Regions from separate parts of the Mus musculus genome. Here regions 1 and 3 are each linked to region 2. The links are chromatin contacts, called in public promoter capture Hi-C maps. All regions are on one chromosome and are shown on one strand. The core of a region is the stretch at or near the end of the contact, and the rest is flanking DNA. Distances in the headings are between cores, read along the strand shown.

The links. Promoter capture Hi-C pulls out the DNA fragments that hold promoters and counts their contacts.
Region 1: a contact with region 2 is called in a promoter capture Hi-C map of the HPC-7 cell line. The contact joins the enhancer-like site here to the promoter of Atp2a3 in region 2. A contact is called at or near these places in 10 of 39 promoter capture datasets (the 3T3-L1 cell line, the C10 cell line, the HPC-7 cell line and 5 more) and 1 of 9 other capture datasets (embryonic stem cells).
Region 3: a promoter capture Hi-C map of pre-B cells shows a contact between it and region 2, with 3 times the contacts expected there. The contact joins the promoter of Smg6 here to the promoter of Atp2a3 in region 2. A contact is called at or near these places in 2 of 39 promoter capture datasets (cranial neural crest and pre-B cells) and 1 of 115 datasets of contacts at active chromatin or transcription factors (large pre-B cells).

Annotation. Positions count from the first base shown.
Region 1 is chr11:74,574,484-74,577,551 of GRCm38.p6, forward strand. The region is part of intron 1 of Rap1gap2 (RAP1 GTPase activating protein 2); the gene reads right to left. Among named protein-coding and RNA genes, the nearest start is that of Rap1gap2, 14 kb to the right of the region's middle. Within about 2 kb of position 1,673, at least 62 of the 459 cell types and tissues checked have an H3K27ac peak or open chromatin away from gene starts, as enhancers often do. A contact at or near this core is called in the HPC-7 cell line and hippocampal neurons, where this site is marked.
Region 2 is chr11:72,959,863-72,962,694 of GRCm38.p6, forward strand. It overlaps Atp2a3 (ATPase, Ca++ transporting, ubiquitous), which reads left to right and starts at 1,307. Exons shown (of 22, transcript NM_016745.3): 1 at 1,307-1,609. The coding sequence starts at 1,492.
Region 3 is chr11:74,924,524-74,927,398 of GRCm38.p6, forward strand. Smg6 (Smg-6 homolog, nonsense mediated mRNA decay factor (C. elegans)) reads left to right here and starts at 1,331. Exons shown (of 19, transcript NM_001002764.2): 1 at 1,331-1,480. The coding sequence starts at 1,393. Srr (serine racemase) reads right to left here and starts at 1,425. Exons shown (of 9, transcript NM_013761.5): 1 at 1,096-1,425.

The sequences.
Region 1 (3,068 bases), core at 423-2,922, 1.6 Mb after region 2:
CTCATTGGCCTGAAGCTTACCAATTATGCTAAGCGTGCTGGCTAGCAAGCCCCAGGTATCCATCCCCCTGTTCCTATCTCCTTAGGGTTAAGAATATAAATGCACACCATTATGCCTGGCTTTTCACACATGCACATCGCCAGTGCCAGAGACTGAACTCGGGTCCTCAAGTTTGCAAGGCAAGCGCTTTGCCTACTGAGTCATCTCCCCAGCACAGGAATCAAGTTTTAAGAGCATTGTCTGAGTTCCTATCCAGGTAGGTCAGAACCCAATGACCCAGTATGAACTGGATCTTTCTTCTCCTCTCCTCTTCCCTCCTCTGTCTCACCACTGGGAATGTCCTAAGAAAACGCCTTAATGAGCAAGACAACAAACAGCCAATCTATCAGCTCTGCTTATTTAGCCAAGTCTGAGACTTCAGGCAGGCCGCCAAGCAACCTCACTGGGTAAAAAGCTCCAGGGTGAGCTACATGTTTTCCCGAGGGTGGTTGAGGTAGATATCACATGAGTCTACTAAGAACAGAATACCTTGTGCAAACTTCTCCCTTCTCATCAGTTAGCAGGAGCTGAAAGTGAGGCTGTCTCTGAAGCATACATCCATATGTTTTCATGTATGTATTAAAGAAAGTTGGCGTGACAGTTGCACCAGACTTGGGCACACCCCACCACCCACATGCACCATGTGTGAACACTGCCCATCACACCTATTCAGGGGGAAGAGACAGTTGACAGTTGCTCTTATCATAGGCCTCCAGGTCCAAGGAGACATGAAAGCTTGAGGCCACCTGTACCAAGTGTTCCAGGACACAGGTCCAGGCCCAAACACCTGCAGAGTATTAGGAAAGCAATGGGGTGGATTTCAGGCTTGAGGCCAGGCTAATCTCTGTCTCCAGAGTCTCCAACTCCTGGAAGTCACAAAGGGCACTGATAGGGCCCAGCCATCCCTCCAAGAAGCAACAGCAGCCTGGGGCACTGGTAGGAAGGAGACAGGAGTATCCTACATTCCTCAAGAACATCTGGATCCAGGGATGTTGTATCCTACATTCCTCAAGAACATCTGGATCCAGGGATGTTGTACCCTACATTCCTCAAGAACATCTGGATCCAGGGATGTTGTACCCTACATTCCTCAAGAACATCTGGATCCAGGGATGTTGGAGAGGCCAGAAAAACCTAAAGTCCTTTCATCCCCATGGTAAAAGCTAGACAAATGGAAGCTCCTGTGTGACTGACTCCATTTCAGTACCTGAGCTCTGGAGGCAGGTGAGAGCCATTCTAGAGCCATATGTGCTAGCCCCTGCTGAGCTCTGAAGACAGGTGACCTCAGCCAATTCACTTAACCTCTCTGGTCTCAAGTTATTTTCTGTCATACAGGAAGGATGCTGCCAACCTCACACTGTTACGGATGAACAAAAATGCTTGGCACAGGCTATGGGAACCATTATAATTACCACCTATGGTGACTCCGCCCCCTGCCTCAGTCCCTTTCAGCTTCCGGGGGCCCCCACTTATTCTGCCCTTTTTTGTTCCTCTTCTGTGGGGTGGGCAGAAGGAGGCCACCCAGCTCTCTGGGAAAGATTGTGAGCCAAGCGAAAAGGGAAGCACTATGTGAGCTTGCCCAGTCTGCCTGCCCCCACCCACTCACCCACCACAGCCTCCACTGATGAGCATGGACCAGAGCCAAGGGAACACCCATTTATGGGAGATCACTATAAGCCAGCACTGATCCAACCACCTAGCTTAATTCAGCCAAATACCAGCCACTGAGAAAGAGACTGGAATGCAGAATTTATGCAGCAACCATTGTACAGAATGAAAGACTAAGGCCTTGAAAGCAATGTATGGCTCATGATAGAACAATTATGATGTGGGAGAGAGCAAGTGCTAAGTACTCCTAGTTCCTGCCCAAATGGGCCCCATCCCTCCCTAGCAGGCGTACACACACACACACACACACACAGAGGCCTACTTCGGGTCACATGTCACAAGGTTCAGCATCCCTGGTGGAGCCTGTGGGAATTCCTGGGAGACCATCCTAGAAGACAAGACTTGTCAGGGCCCCAGCTTTGGGCAGAGCTCCAAGGAACTCACCCACCCATAGGCGTTCGTGTAGATGGAACTGGTTGGCTGGCTGAGACTAGATGACAACCCAGAGGCCTGTCAGTAGCAGGCCCTCCCTCCACTGTGTCCCCAGGGTCCCCAGGACAGGGGGTAAGGAAGAGGCAGTGGAGTTTCATCTGTCCTGGAACTCACTCTGTAGACCAGGCTGGCCTCAAACTCAGAAATCTGCCTGCCTCTGTCTCCCAAGTGCTGGGATTAACTATTGTTATTTTAAAATGAGGACTGAACAATGAGACAAGCTCCTTCCCAGGGCACAGAGATGGGCAGTCACGGAAAGTTCCCAGAAATGGGTGCCCCTAAAGAAGAATCTGTAAACGGACCAAGCATTCTGTCCCGACCCACATCATGAGATGGCAGAAGGCTGAGCTAGGCAGCTCAGATCTCATCTCCCTCTTCCACTGTAAGCAAGTTATTCCTTCCTCTGGGGCATCCCTTTACCCTCCTCAAACTGCCCTCTACTCCCTTCTCAGGTCAGCTGAAGACAAGGACAGAGGCAGAGTATGGCATAGATCTCTGGGGGAATGTAGGTCACTTCCCTGTGTGCCTTTCTTGGGGCCAGGGCTGCATGTCCCGTTGCACAAGTTCAGAAAAAGCAAGATGATGACAGAGACAACTGCAAGGGGCCACTTGTGAAAACGGGGCTACAAGAGCAAGACTCATACACACTTTGATTGCACAACTCCTTCTTATCTGTTCAGCACAGCTGACCTGCCGAGGGAGTCACCATAGTGGTTGGCTGTGGCCTACAGAAGTGAGGGATCCTACCACAAACATTTCAAAATAACAATAAGGCAACATTTTTGCCAATTGGATAATAATTACTTTTAAAACAAGTTAATAAAAAAAAGCAATCAAAAAATTTTTTTAAAAAGCATGATTGGCTAGCCTTGTACTCACAGCTGTCCAATTTAGAGGCTGGGGCTGTAGTTTGTCAGCAGAGCACTTTC
Region 2 (2,832 bases), core at 57-2,556:
ACAAATGAAGAGAGGCTGTCTGTGTCCTGTCCTGGTCAGAGGGAAAGGGAAGGAGGAAGATACCTGGAGATGTTGGAGTTGAAGCTTAAAATGTCAGAGTATGGTAGCATAACTTGTAATCCTAGCACTCTGGAAGCTGAGGCAGGAGGATGGCCAAGACTTTGAAGAAAGCCTGGACTACATAACAAGACCTCGTCTTAGAAAAATCCCAAGTAAACAACTAAAATGTCAGCTGGAAGGAGACACGGCCATAAAAGTAACATTCCTTTATCCCTACAGCAGCTGAGACCCAGCTGATGTCATAGAGTCTGGACAGCCTTTCCAAAGCCACTAAAAGGCCCAATCTGTCCCTGTCCTCACCAGTCAATATTTGGAAAGCATAGAGGGGTGGAAACAGGATAAAAATACTCGACTCTGGGGTGCCCATGCTCAGGCAGGCCGGAAGCTTCAGAGTGCACGGGTGCTTTGGGACCCAGGTGCAAAAAGGTAGGAACTACCCTGGCAGCCTTGGTGATTCCGCGGCTGCACTTAACCAAGAGCCAAGGAGTGGGGATGAGATCAGCTGTTCTCTTGGCTCCCCCTTTTGGAAGGTGAGTGGTCTCTGCCTTCCACCTCCGCAGGCCTGCAACCCTTTGGCACTCCCTGACAGTGCTGATATAGGGGAGTTTCCCCTGTCCCTCCCTCGGTCAGGGTCAGTCCCCGCCAGGCACCCTAAGCAAGGAACCCCTCTGCCTCGCTCGAGTTCCCGGGGATCTCTCTGAATCCCCACCGCACCATTCACCTGTTGGGGACGCTGGACTGGTAGGTAACAGCCTGGTACTTTTTACCTTCCTTCCCCACTGGGCCATTTTTGGGGTCTTAGAGATGCGAGTGTATGAAGAATGACACTCGTCGCAGGACCTTTGGGAACGTGTAAGGCGCACACATTCAGCACTAGAGGAAAGAAAGCATCAGGTTGTTTCTTCCGCAAGAGACCCCCAGTGCACTGCATCGGCTTCCCGCCAGACTCTGTGCAGAGGTGGAGCTGGGAAGTGGGGTGCCACTAAACGGACAACTGCAATTTGCAACACCCCCGGACACAACCACAAACACCCTCGAGCTCCTAGGACACAGAGAGGCGGCGACATGAAAGCAGTAGGTCCCCCAGCTTTGCAGACCGAGTTCGAGGCTCCCTGGCTCTAGCTTCAGTATGTGGACAGGAGGGTAGCATACTCGGTCCCCCGCCACCCTCGGCGGGGCGGGGCGGCGGCTGCTATTGCGGCCGGAAGGGGTGTGGGTGCAGGGCGGGTCCCGCGCCGCCCCGCCCAGAGGACGGAGCCCCGGGCACAGCATCCTGGCGCGGGCCCGGGCTGCCATAGCCACTGCCGTCGGGGAAGGTCCCAGCGTGGTCATGGCCTCCCGAGGGGCCCGCCCCGCCCCAAGCTCGCAGCACTCCACACAGTAGCCTTGAGGAGAAGCGACCTGGACGTCGCGGACGGCCGGGCAGGCAGCATGGAGGAGGCGCACCTGCTCTCCGCTGCCGACGTGCTGCGTCGCTTCTCGGTGACAGCCGAGGGCGGCTTGAGCCTGGAGCAGGTGACCGACGCGCGGGAGCGTTACGGCCCCAACGGTGAGCGTGGGTTCCTGCCCTGCAGTGGGGACCGGTTGTCCCCTCCTGACTCGGCAGGAAGCCGGGCTCAGTAAGCCTCTGCAAATGCGCGTGGGGCACCTGGTGGGGCCTCCCGGTCTCCTTCGGGGGAAGAGGAGGCAGGATTTGGCTCTCCACTCCCCATCTCGATGCACCCCTGCAATCCTTAGCCCATTTTATCCCAGAGCCTTACTGGATGCCCGCACCTGCTGTGCGATCTGCGGACACCCTGCAAGTGCAGACGCTTGAGGCCCTCTAGCCAGCGACTCCGAGGCCCAACCTATCAGGGGGTTCCGATGTCTCCCCGGAAGGTTCACTAAGGCGCCCAAGACGGTGCAGCCTGTCAGCTGTCAGCTTTGGTGCTCTTAACCCCAGTCCCAGGTCTTCCTCTTTCTGCAACCCCAAGCGGATGTGGCTGCCGGGAGTTGATGTGGGTTTGAACTGCTGAGGCAAAGACCCACCTTCTTGGAGGGGCAGGTCGGAGGTCTGGAGGAGTCTTTTCCCCAGCTGGTGATCTGGAATGGTGCCTGCCCCATCTCTGGGGACCGAGGTAGCCCACGTACTCTTTCAGTTTACTAGAGGCATGGCTTCCTCCCCTCTGTCAAGGAGCATGGGATTCTCCTTCCTGTCCAAAGTCTTGCCTGGCCAGTGCCAGTAGACCCCGTCTAGATGAGCCCCACACATTGTTAGGAGCGTGTAGTGTGGACATCAGAGGTTCCCTGCAATGTCCTCCTGTCACTCCTGGCTCAGGGCCACAGCACCTGTAAGCTTGAAGGAAAGGGGGGAGGGGGAGAGAGGGAGGGAGGGAGGGAGGAAGAGAGAGAGAGAGAGAGAGAGAGAGAGAGAGAGAGAGAGAGAGAGAGAGAGAGAGAGAGAGAGCCCAACCACTCCAAACTTCTATCTTTTTGGAGAGCCCCTCACCCTTGAGAGTTGCCAGGTACCAGAGGAACCATGCTCTGGCCTGGGTGTCCCTCTGCTCCAGGCAGTCTGGGAAGTAGGAAGAGCTGTCAGAAGGGATGCTTTGGGTTTGTATTGGTTTATGAAAACCACCTCTTATGTAAATATTATCTTTCTGGAGCAGAAATCCTTTTTCAAAAAAAATTAGTTGCTATATTTAGTTGAGCTGTGGGAGGAACTAGGAGATAAATATTATTTAATATCCCCCATTAATGACTTGGCAGTAAGGGTGCCCTTTTTCTGAAGAA
Region 3 (2,875 bases), core at 81-2,580, 2.0 Mb after region 2:
CACTCTAATTAATTATACCCATTCATTTGAGCTGTTGACTATTTCTCAGTCATTGTCTTTCTCTCTCTCTCTCTCTCTCTTTTTTGGTTTTTCGAGACAGGGTTTTTCTGTATAGCCCTGGCTGTCCTGGAACTCACTTTGTAGACCAGGATGGCCTCGAACTCAGAAATCCGCCTGCCTCTGCCGGCCCCTCCTCCCCCAGTGCGGGATTAAAGGCGTGCGCCCGGCATTTTTCTCTTTTGATGGTGAAATATCTGTCACATAACAGGAACTGTATGAGTACTATCAAATATTTTATACTATGATCAAGGCATAACTGGTTATTACTTTTTGAGGTCTAAAGGGTCAATGACTGTGTGAGACAGGGAAGAAGGAAAGACTGGAGAAAGGCAGTCTTTGGATAGGAAGTTTCTCCACCCCACCGTTTCTAATAGGAGTTAATGGTCAATGAGCTTAAAGTACCCATCTTCTAGTCTAATTAACTTTTTGCTTCCTTTTTGGGGGACAAGGTCTTCTAATATGTTGCCTTGATTAGCCTCAAATGTGCTATGTTGCCCAGGCTTGAACTTGCAATGCTCCCACCACAGCCTTTGAAGTACCGTGAATATAAGAATGAGCTATTTTTACCAGCATCAGTAAAAATTTAAAGATGTAAAGATGGGAGAATTGACTTGAGTACTAAAAAAGTAATTTTAAAAAATTCTCAATGCTAACAGTAATTCCCAGATCGAATAATTTCCTTCTTTTTTTACCTCCACACAACGACCTCCAGCAAGTCTTAGGGATGAACTGTCATAGACTTTAGTACTCTGGTACAATCAAACGATACACGGAGCAATTTACTTCTTCCACTCTCTGAGATTCCGTTTACCAGTAATGGGGATAATAATAAAAGATATTTAAACTCCACAATCCAGGCCTACGGTAAGGAGACTTCGGCCTAAAATGATCGGAGGAGGCCGGGTTGTAGGATGTCTCCGTCAATCCGAGCCCCAGATCAAAAGCAGTGTCCTCGGTGGTCACCGCAGCAATACTGGCATCCCTAGACCCGAATGCCCACCTGACATGGGCGAGTCACACCTGGCTGCGCCTCACCTCGCCTCCAGAGCGCTGCGCCTCCACCTCCGAGCCTCGGCGGACCGTCCTAGCTTTACACCTCTGCGCACGCGCACACGCCGTCTCCGCGGCCGATTCGCCCGCTCCGGCAAGGCCCTAGTTGAACGTGCTGAATGCTTTTGCTCCCAGTGCGGCCACCGTCGTTTGGGGAGGGCAGGCAGGAGGGGGGCGGGGAAAAGGGTGGGAGTGGGTGAGCGCGCGCCGCCCGTCCGTCGTGGTTTCCTGGCTGCGCGCGGCGGTGGCCGAGTCGCCGCAGCTGTAGCAGCCGCCGCGAAGATGGCGGAGGGGTTGGAGCGTGTGCGGATCTCCGCATCGGAACTGCGAGGGATCCTGGCCACTCTGGCTCCGCAGGCCGGGAGCAGAGGTGAGTTGCGCCGCCCAGCTGCTGGGCCGGGCCTGCCCGCCCCGCCTCCCTCTCCTCTGCCTCCTCCCCGCCCCGTCCGCGGCGCTCCGAACCCCCGCCCCTTCCCCAACAGTGCGCCCGGGCCTGCGGCGGCCCCTGGGAGACAGCGAGGCTGTCGCTCCGCTCCCTCGGGCCCTCGGGGCAGAGCCCAAGCGCGAGTTTCAGCCTCCGCCCTCTTGCTCGGCGCGGCGCCGTGGTTGTTCTCCGGTGCCCTAACCCTCTCACGCCAGCGCCTGAGTTCCAGTCCGGAGGAGACACGAACTGGCTTGGGTGCTAGGGTCCGGTAGAGGCCCCGAGACGTATTGTTCCCAAAAGAATAGTCTGTGTATGTGTACCTTTCCGTAGTCCTCCGTTCCGCGTCGGAGAGGAGGAGCTGGGGAAATTGAGGAGAAAGGCTTAACAGGCTAGGACTTCCTTTGCTGAACTTACCCCCCCCCCCCACCCCCCAAGGCTGGTTTCTAGTGCTAGGCCACTGGAGGGATCCAGGACCTCAGAGAGCTGACTCGGTTTTGTTTTGGTCTTGGCGTGTGTGGGAGCAGTTGTGATCAGAGAGAATGCTTAATTTGCCAGTCTCCATTCGCATCAGAAAAGCGCGAGAAATATTTTGGTGTCTGGTCTCCTTCATTAGCCAGTGTTGCTTAGGATGACAGTTACAGAAGATACCTTCTCTAGGATTGTGGCTAGAATTTGTGAGGTTGGTTTTTATTGGCCAACTGAATTGGATTAACCAGGCTGTTTTCTCTCTCTCCTCTGGAAAATAGTAGTCACCACCTCTCCTGGCTCCGCCCCAAAACTAAGTTTAAAAGTTTACTCAGGGTGCTGAGGTTAAACGGCTTTATCTTGGTTCACATTTGGTGGAGAAGCTAAACTTTTGCCAAGGCAGCAGTATCTTTTATTTTGTGTTTGTTTTTCTTTTGAGACAAAGTCTCACCTTGTAGCCAATACTGGCCTTGAATTTACTGTGTAACCCAACCTGGCCTTGAGTTTGGATACTTTTCCTGACTGAAGCCTTCAGAGTGCTGGAATTATATGCATATGCCACCATACCCAACTTTCAAGTCAGAAACCTAAAATTTTAGTTTCGCCCCCACCCCATCCCCCAAACAAAAGTGGGTATAGATGCAGGTGTATAAATACTTGGCTACCAGCTTGTTTGCATTTGTATATACATTATAATTCTGTACTAGGATTTTATATAACTTGAGTACTGGATAATATTCTCACTAGTTCCTGTCACTTATGAACTGTTTAGTAGGTATTTTTAGTAGTCTCTCCACTGTAAGCAACAGATACTTACAAAAAAAAAGCTGTTTGCTACTCAGTGGAGCTTGGAGAGTGGTTTATAAAGTCCTCTCC